Regions from separate parts of the Rattus norvegicus genome. Here region 2 is linked to region 1. Evidence: chromatin contacts called from public Hi-C data. All regions are on one chromosome and are shown on one strand. Each heading gives the region's core, a stretch centred on a gene start, on an enhancer-like site or on the middle of the called end of the contact. The rest is flanking DNA. Distances are from core to core; before and after follow the strand shown.

Region 1 (3,893 bases), core at 1,107-3,606:
GTATTAGGAGACAAAAAGTTCATGTGTATGTACACTAACCACGAAGGAGAGGGCCTTTAAAAGATGGATCTCTTAGCTGTCTTCTTCCTGCCCCACACATCCCAAGCCCACCCTACCGAGGCAAGCTCTTGTTAATCCATCATCCTTAGAGGGAACCGCAGGCGGACCTAATGATGCTTTCATCGAGCGAACAACCATGTGGCGTGCATTGCCTTCTGTTGCTGGCTGGTATTTATTGTGTTCTGAGGGCCAGGTTCCTGAGGACAGGCCCAATCTCAGTTCTCAGCAGGGATGACGGACCTCCTTCAGGGTCCACAGCTGTCTGACCTAAACGTGTTCCTCCATGTTTCTTCCTTGAACTTGTAGCTTAGCTGAAGCGTAACCCATATGCTTGCACAAAGGATGAAGATGATTTAGCACCTTTTTCTAATGTTGAAGTTTTGCAAAGCATGCAAAGAACCAAGCATGGATGACGTGTGGGGATCTTCCACAGCAGAGCACATTTTCAAGAAAAGCTGCGGGCGTCAGGTGGTAGGATGATTGGAGTCAGTGGTCTCCATGCCTCCACTTGGCCACATGTCATTGATCATTTAATCTAGGAAGAAGGGTTGAAGTTAGGACCCAGGTGTGTGTCTGCCTCGTAGATTAGCTTCAGTAGACAAGCACTGTTGAAGTTGGGGGTTTAACCACACGTCTTACCGTAATTCTTCACTCCTCAGCCATGCTCTCCTAGCTCACCAGCTGGTCTGGTGTCCTTTGTGTATGTTTGCCTGAGGGTGCTGGCACGGGCAGCAAGACTGCATTAAGAACTAAGACTGCGGGGTTGGGGATTTAGCTCAGTGGTAGAGCGCTTGCCTAGCAAGCACAAGGCCCTGGGTTCGGTCCCCAGCTCCGGGGGGAAAAAAATAAAGAAAAAAAAACCCCAAATATTTATGTAAAAGGGAAAGAGGGGTTATGTTTGTCTTTGAAAATTCTGTTGTTTGAACTCAGTATACTGAGTTGGTTGGGGGAAAGTTGGAATTCCTAGGAAAGTTAGGGATCGGATCCAGGGAGAGGTTGGAGGTGAGGGTGAGGGGTCATGGTTGGTGTCCCTTTGTCAGTGGTAAAAAAATGTCTATGAAGATAAGAACCTGAGGGCAGGTGGCAGCAGGTTGTGAGCTCAGGGAGACCCCTTGAGCAGGGTCGTGAGGTTTTTTTTTTTTTTTTTGTTTTTGTTTTTTCGGAGCTGGGGACCGAACCCAGTGCCTTGCGCTTCCTAGGTAAGCGCTCTACCACTGAGCTAAATCCCCAGCCCCAAGGTCGTGAGTTTTAAAAGAGTCTGTGATTGGGATGCTAGGTTATCTGCAAGGGTTTGCTCATCTTACGGTGCTGGGATGTCTGGGTGAGGGGAAGCTACACTTGGTTTGGCCACTGCTCTAGCTCCTCAGCTTTGAGCACATGGGGAGAATGAATGGCTTCTGCTTTGTCAACTAAGGGAGTGATCCAGGTTTATTGGCGCCTGAAATCCCACAGAACTCTGCTGAGTCTACCGTATCGTATCGTTTTCTCCCCACCTCCCCCTTCCAAAGTGTCTACCGCCAGGGGGATTATCCCTATGACTACTAGATAGGCATAATCCCCGATCTGATAACTCGGTCGACTTCTGCCTCTCTGCATCCCTGACACAATTCCAACAGAAACAGTCCGTGCACACAAGCATAATATGGGTGCCTGTCTGGGGGCTTCCAGTAGAAATGGCTCAGTGCAGTTGTTAGGGAGGAAGAAGGGACCATTGGCTAGAGGGACAGGAGCTCTAGGAACCTGTTCTTTCTAGGGCCTCTAGAATGCATCCGTGGGCAATGTCCCGAAGGGCTGGTTTGTCATCTGCATTCTCTTGTCTAGATAGCCTCGCACTCTTCACATGCAGGTCCCCATTATCAGAGAGAACACATACCTCTGCTTATCAGACATGCTTCTACTCAGATCCTAGGCTGCAGATCTAAAGCAAAGGATCCATGTTGGGTACCCCCCCTTCGGACCAGGCTTCCCATGAACCTCTGTCTAAATCTGTACGGCTGGTACAACTGACTCGTCTCTTTCCCTGCAGGCTTCGAAGCCTGTCTGAGACAAGGGAAGGCCAGCTGGGCTCGAGTTGGCAGGCGGCCTCTTTGGCCTGTGAGCTCCCTTGTCACCAGGATGCAGGAGTCGCCTGAGAGTCTCGGGGGCAAAGAGACGGCCAAGGGAATGTTGGAATGTTGGTTTGTCTAGCGGGGTTCCTCTGGCTGCTCTCTAAAAACCTCCGTCCCTGGTGTTTTGTCTCATTGTGATTCTAAGGCTATATGGGGCACTCATTCATCACAGGCAACAGCATCTCTGGGAGCCTGCCTGGGACTTAGTGACCAGCTTACTTAGGACCCTCTGACTGGCTATTACCTTGGCAGACTCATGCATCCCTCTGAACTTGGCGTCCATCAAATCCTGGCAGCAGAATGGGGGGGGGTGGTCAGGAAGGTCGTGAGAGGCAGAGGCATGGTGCCCAGCCAGGGGGCCCAGCATTTGGGTCCATGACCTACTTTTACTCGATAAGCCCTATTTAACTTTTTTTTTTTTTTTTAAAGAAAGTCTCAGTGGAGCTTAGAAAATGTCTTCCCTCTTGGTTTTCTGGGTCTCACTCATGTCTGTTTCCTACCTGTTTGGGAAGCCATCTCTCCTCCATGCTGATTTTTACCCTTCCTGGCATTAGGGTCCCATCTTTGTACCCCCATGAGATGCTCTTCCACCATTTTGCTAGCGATTGGAATCCCTGTCTGGAGCTCAGCCCCTCCCTATCTGATTTCACCTTCGCCTTCCGAACTACCGTTCACCTGTTGCCAATATTGCCTGAAAAGTGAGACTGAAATACGAGGCCAAGGGTCGTTAGGTGAGGATGGGGTGAGGCAGTCTCGTTGGGTCATCAGATAGCAGGGGCTTTGGGATGTGCAATGACGTCATAACTTTAGAGCGAGTCTTTTGTGCTGCTTTGAGATGGTTGTCCATAGCTGCCCAGGCTGGCCTGGACCTAACTCTGTGTAGCCCAAGCTGGTTTGGAACTCGACTAAGTAGCAGAGGATCGCCTCAAACACTGAGTGATCCTCCCGTGTCTGTCTCCTAAGGGCCGGGATTACCGACATGTGCCACCATACCCAATTTTGGTCCTATTCTTCAAAATAATGTCTTTGGGCATAGGACTCACGCCATCAGTTTTGCTGTTCGATTGATGGATGGCCCCTTTCTTAATTTTTTCCAGCCTGTGGGCCGAAGCTGACCAACTCCCCAACGGTGATTGTGATGGTGGGGCTCCCAGCCCGGGGTAAGACTTACATCTCCAAGAAGCTGACTCGCTACCTCAACTGGATAGGTGTTCCAACGAAAGGTAAGCCAGGTTTGAAGGCTAGGAGCTGGAACCCTCAGGCGGGGCCACTCCCAGCAACCGTCCTGGATTATGGAGTCTGATCCTGCTTCCCAGTTATCTTAGTTCACCTTCCCTTTCATTAGGCTCCCTGTGGTGACCTCATTCTCCGTGGAGCTTTTTCTTTGAGAGTCCCGTGGTGTGTAACTACAGCCTTCCTTTAGTAGCTATCCTCAGTAGGAATTAGCATCACCCGCTGTGCTGAGAAACTTTGATGCTTTTAAATACTGGTGTTGACTCCAGATCTACATATGATAAACAGTAACTATTAAATGGGGCCTTATCACCATGGTGGTACCAGCAGGAACACAGCTAATTTAGACATGGTAGGAGTAACTTAGAATCACTAGATCAACAAGCAGCCAAGGCTGGCTGATCTTGTCAGTGAGACCCAGTCATGTGTGGATACCATAGGCAACAGTCATCTTTATTTATTCTATCATTTATTTCTTTTGTTTATATATGT
Region 2 (3,775 bases), core at 1,047-3,546, 160 kb after region 1:
TATGAAATTCGTAGGCAAATGGTTGGAACTGGAAAATATCATCCTGAGTGAGCTAACCCAATCACAGAAAAACATACATGGTATGCACTCATTGATAAGTGGCTATTAGCCCAAATGCTTGAATTACCCTAGATCCCTAGAACAAACGTAACTCAAGACAGATGATCAAAATGTGAATGCTTCACTCCTTCTTTAAATGAGGAAAAAGAATACCCTTGGCAGGGAAGGGAGAGGCAAAGATTAAAACAGAGACTGAAGGAACATCCATTCAGAGCCTGCCCCACATTTGGCCCATACATATACAGCCACTCAATTAGACAAGATGGATGAAGCAAAGAAGTGCAGACCGACAGGAGCCGGATGTAGATCGCTCCTGAGAGACACAGCCAGAATACAGCAAATACAGAGGCGAATGCCAGCAGCAAACCACTGAACTGAGAATAGGTCCCCTATTGAAGGAATCAGAGAAAGAACTGGAAGAGCTTGAAGGGGCTCGAGACCCCAAAAGTACAACAATGCCAAGCAACCAGAGCTTCCAGGGACTAAGCCACTACCTAAAGACTATACATGGATTGACCCTGGACTCTGACCCCATAGGTAGCAATGAATATCCTAGTAAGAGCACCAGTGGAAGGGGAAGCCCTGGGTCCTGCTAAGACTGAACCCCCAGTGAACTAGTCTATGGGGGGAGGGCGGCAATGGGGGGAGGGTTGGGAGGGGAACACCCATAAGGAAGGGGAGGGGGGAGGGGGATGTTTGCCCGGAAACCGGGAAAGGGAATAACACTTGAAATGTATATAAGAAATACTCAAGTTAATAAAAAAAAAAAAAAACAAAAAAAAAAAACAAAAAAAAACAAAACAAAACAAAAAAACAAAAGAGAACAGGGCACACCTTCGTGTTCTCTACACATTTGGGAAGAACGTGTGAGAAAAAGCGCATGTTCCAGTAGAGTCTGATCTTTGTCTTGTTTGGGGGTGCGTTATTTTAATAAGCGGTGATTTAAATTATGATGCTATTTTAGACTATATAGCATTCATTCATGTTCTTTGGTCATGGTTAGTTATTATTACATCATTGGTGGCGGCCAAGATGCCAGCTGTGGTTTTAACGAAGGGCGGACTGCATTGTGTGGAGAAGTTATGAATGGTGTGTGTGTGTGTGTGTGTGTGTGTGTGTGTGTGTGTGTGTGTGTGTGTGTATGAGTTTGTGAGACTGTGTGCACAGAGAGACCTGAGGAGGATGCCAGGTGTCTTGCTCTGATGGTCCCTACCCTGTTCCCTTGAGACAGGGTGTCCAACTGAGAGGGAAGCTTGCCATTCACGTAGGCTGACTGACAGGCAAGCTCCCAGGAACGCTGCCTCAGCTTCTATTGCTGGGTTTATGGGCATGCGCAGCCATACCTCTCCTTTTATGGACGCAGCATAAGCATGAAGACTTGAGTTCAGAACTCCCAGTACCCACACAAAAAGCCAGGTGCAATGAGTTTGCAAGCCCAGCAATGGATTAAGACAGAGACAGGAAAATTATAGGGGCTTCCTGGCCCTAGCTAGTTTACATGAAAGAGTAAACTCCAGGTTCACTGAGAGACCTTGCTTCAAAATTAGGTAGAGAGTGATAGAGATCACGTGGCTACCTCTGGCTTCTCTGTGTCCATATATAGGTTATCAAAATTATACACATATGGACACACATGTACATACACCCTTACACACACACACACACACACACGTGCATACACATGTCTCAAAAATATCTGTATCTAAGTAGGACTCACCGTTCTTTCATGCACCCTTGTTATTACTCGGATCTGCTATGCACTGGGCACTTGGTGTGGTGTTGGGGATCAACGGGCAAGTGAAATCAAAGAAGCCTCTGTACCCCTACAGCTGGTAGACATGAATCACACCACTTGGAAGTCTTTGGCTACACAGAGGACTTCTAAAGTCCCTTGTGGCTCTCTGAAATTAAACATTTCTTTTTCCGTCTCTGATGCTTGTAGCTGTCAAAGAGGAGACTCATGTGTTCCCTGAATCCCAGGATCCAGAGCAGCAGGAATTTGGCTGTCAGGTTGTGGAGAGTGTCCTTGTCCTGGCTTTGGCCCGCAATATTGCCTGAAGTAGAAGTCGCTCTGGGATCCTTGCCTCCCACCTTCTCCCTCACCTCACCAGCCTCCCTCCCTCATGCCGGGTTTTGTGGTTACTGCCGGTTTTAAGCTCCCCCTAAGCTTGTTGCTGCCTGTGCTGAATTGGATTTCTCTTGGCACTGGTCCCAGCCTCTTCTCTGAACTTTCTGGCCATTAGCCTGGTGCTGACTGGTACCAGCCTCATGGGATTTGACACTGACACAGCTCCATTCACCAGAATGGTTGGAGTGGACTTCTCGGCTAAGCCCATTCCTCCCTGTCTTTTCTTTCTGTCTCATCTGCGATGGCACTTTCCGGGGCCTCTGTGGTGGAAGTCTGTAAGGCATGGGGGTGCACTCATTTACCCAGTGGGAAGCAAGCGACGCTGTGTACCTGGCGTTGACTAGAGGTTAAGACTGCAGCAACAGCCCTTGAACTCACTACTTCATTAGGAAGAAAGCAGCAAGTTCAGCCCCACCCTCGCTCAGCTTCCTGTAACTGTCACCGAGCACCTGGGATGTTTCAAAAGGAGGGAAGGCTTACTTTAGCTTATGGTTTCAGGACTTACTTCCCAAAGCTGCTTGGTGGTTAATATCAAATATCATGGTGGGGGTATGTGGTGGAGCAGTCATTCCCATCACTCACAGAGTCCAGGAAAGAAAAGGCAAGAGGGTGGGAAGTGGGTCCCAACATCTTCCTAAAAGACCCGTACCCAATGGTATAGCTTCTGTTTGTTCCAGATGCTGGTATTTTCCCTACTTCCCCCTTAGGGACACTGTGTAGGTCCCAGGGTTCGAACTCACCAAGATGACGTTCCCTTGTACTATAACGTACCTTTTCCAAAACTGTTAGCTCACTACTGCCTGCGACTCCGCTTTCAAGTGACGTGACACCCTCACGCAGACATACGTGCGGGCAAAGCACCAACGTACATAGAATAGAGATAAAATCCTAAGTTTAAAAACAATTAAGATTATTGTTGATACATTGTATGTATATAATATATATTAGCATAAATACACATCATTCCTCCCATCCACTGTCTCCAGTGAGCATACGGAACATATGGCCCAACGGAATCAAGGGGCTTTGATTTTGTTGTTGTATTAGATTTGTTCCTATTTGATCATTAGTTTCTATTATCTTTTGGCAGCTTAAGAATAATCTATAAAAATATTTAAAGTGAGAGGGTGGTATCTATCTATCTATATCCATATCTCTATATATGTAACGATCAAATAGGAACCCATCTAATAAAAAACAACAAGCCAAGGCCCCTTACCTGCACTGGGATGCTCATGGGAGAGCTGGCAACGTCGTATTAGTGTTTATTTATGCTCATATCCTTTCACAATGCACTGTGCTTCCAAATACTTAGAACTTGCTATTGGATTCAGTCAGGTTTTATTTCTACGAAGCCATTGCTGTTATATCTTTAAATCTTTCTGTTGTTGGGTAGAGTGTTGGTGCTTTTTTGAGACAGGATCTTATGTAGCCCTGGCAAACCTGGGCTAACTAACTCCTAGAGACCTGCCTCCCAAGTGTAAGCATTAATGACATGTGCCGCCATGCCTGGCTAAATTTCTTTCCTTAGTACAAATGTTGGCGGTGCTTTTCGGTAATGGGCTCTATTGTCAAATAGGAAACCCT

Evidence for each region. A called contact is a pair of places that touch in the nucleus more often than the background predicts.
Region 2: a contact with region 1 is called in a Hi-C map of psoas muscle, with 2.6 times the contacts expected there. The contact joins two enhancer-like sites. A contact is called at or near these places in 10 of 12 Hi-C or Micro-C datasets (the A7r5 cell line, the Rat2 cell line, Schwann cells and 5 more) and 1 of 1 datasets of contacts at active chromatin or transcription factors (oligodendrocytes).

The regions. Positions count from the first base shown.
Region 1 is chr17:71,949,060-71,952,952 of GRCr8, forward strand. It overlaps Pfkfb3 (6-phosphofructo-2-kinase/fructose-2,6-biphosphatase 3), which reads left to right. Exons shown (of 18, transcript NM_057135.1): 2 at 3,266-3,391. Among named protein-coding and RNA genes, the nearest start is that of Pfkfb3, 6.1 kb to the left of the region's middle. Within about 2 kb of position 2,357, at least 35 of the 93 cell types and tissues checked have an H3K27ac peak or open chromatin away from gene starts, as enhancers often do.
Region 2 is chr17:72,107,840-72,111,614 of GRCr8, forward strand. No RefSeq gene overlaps it. Among named protein-coding and RNA genes, the nearest start is that of Pfkfb3, 160 kb to the left of the region's middle. Within about 2 kb of position 2,297, at least 53 of the 93 cell types and tissues checked have an H3K27ac peak or open chromatin away from gene starts, as enhancers often do.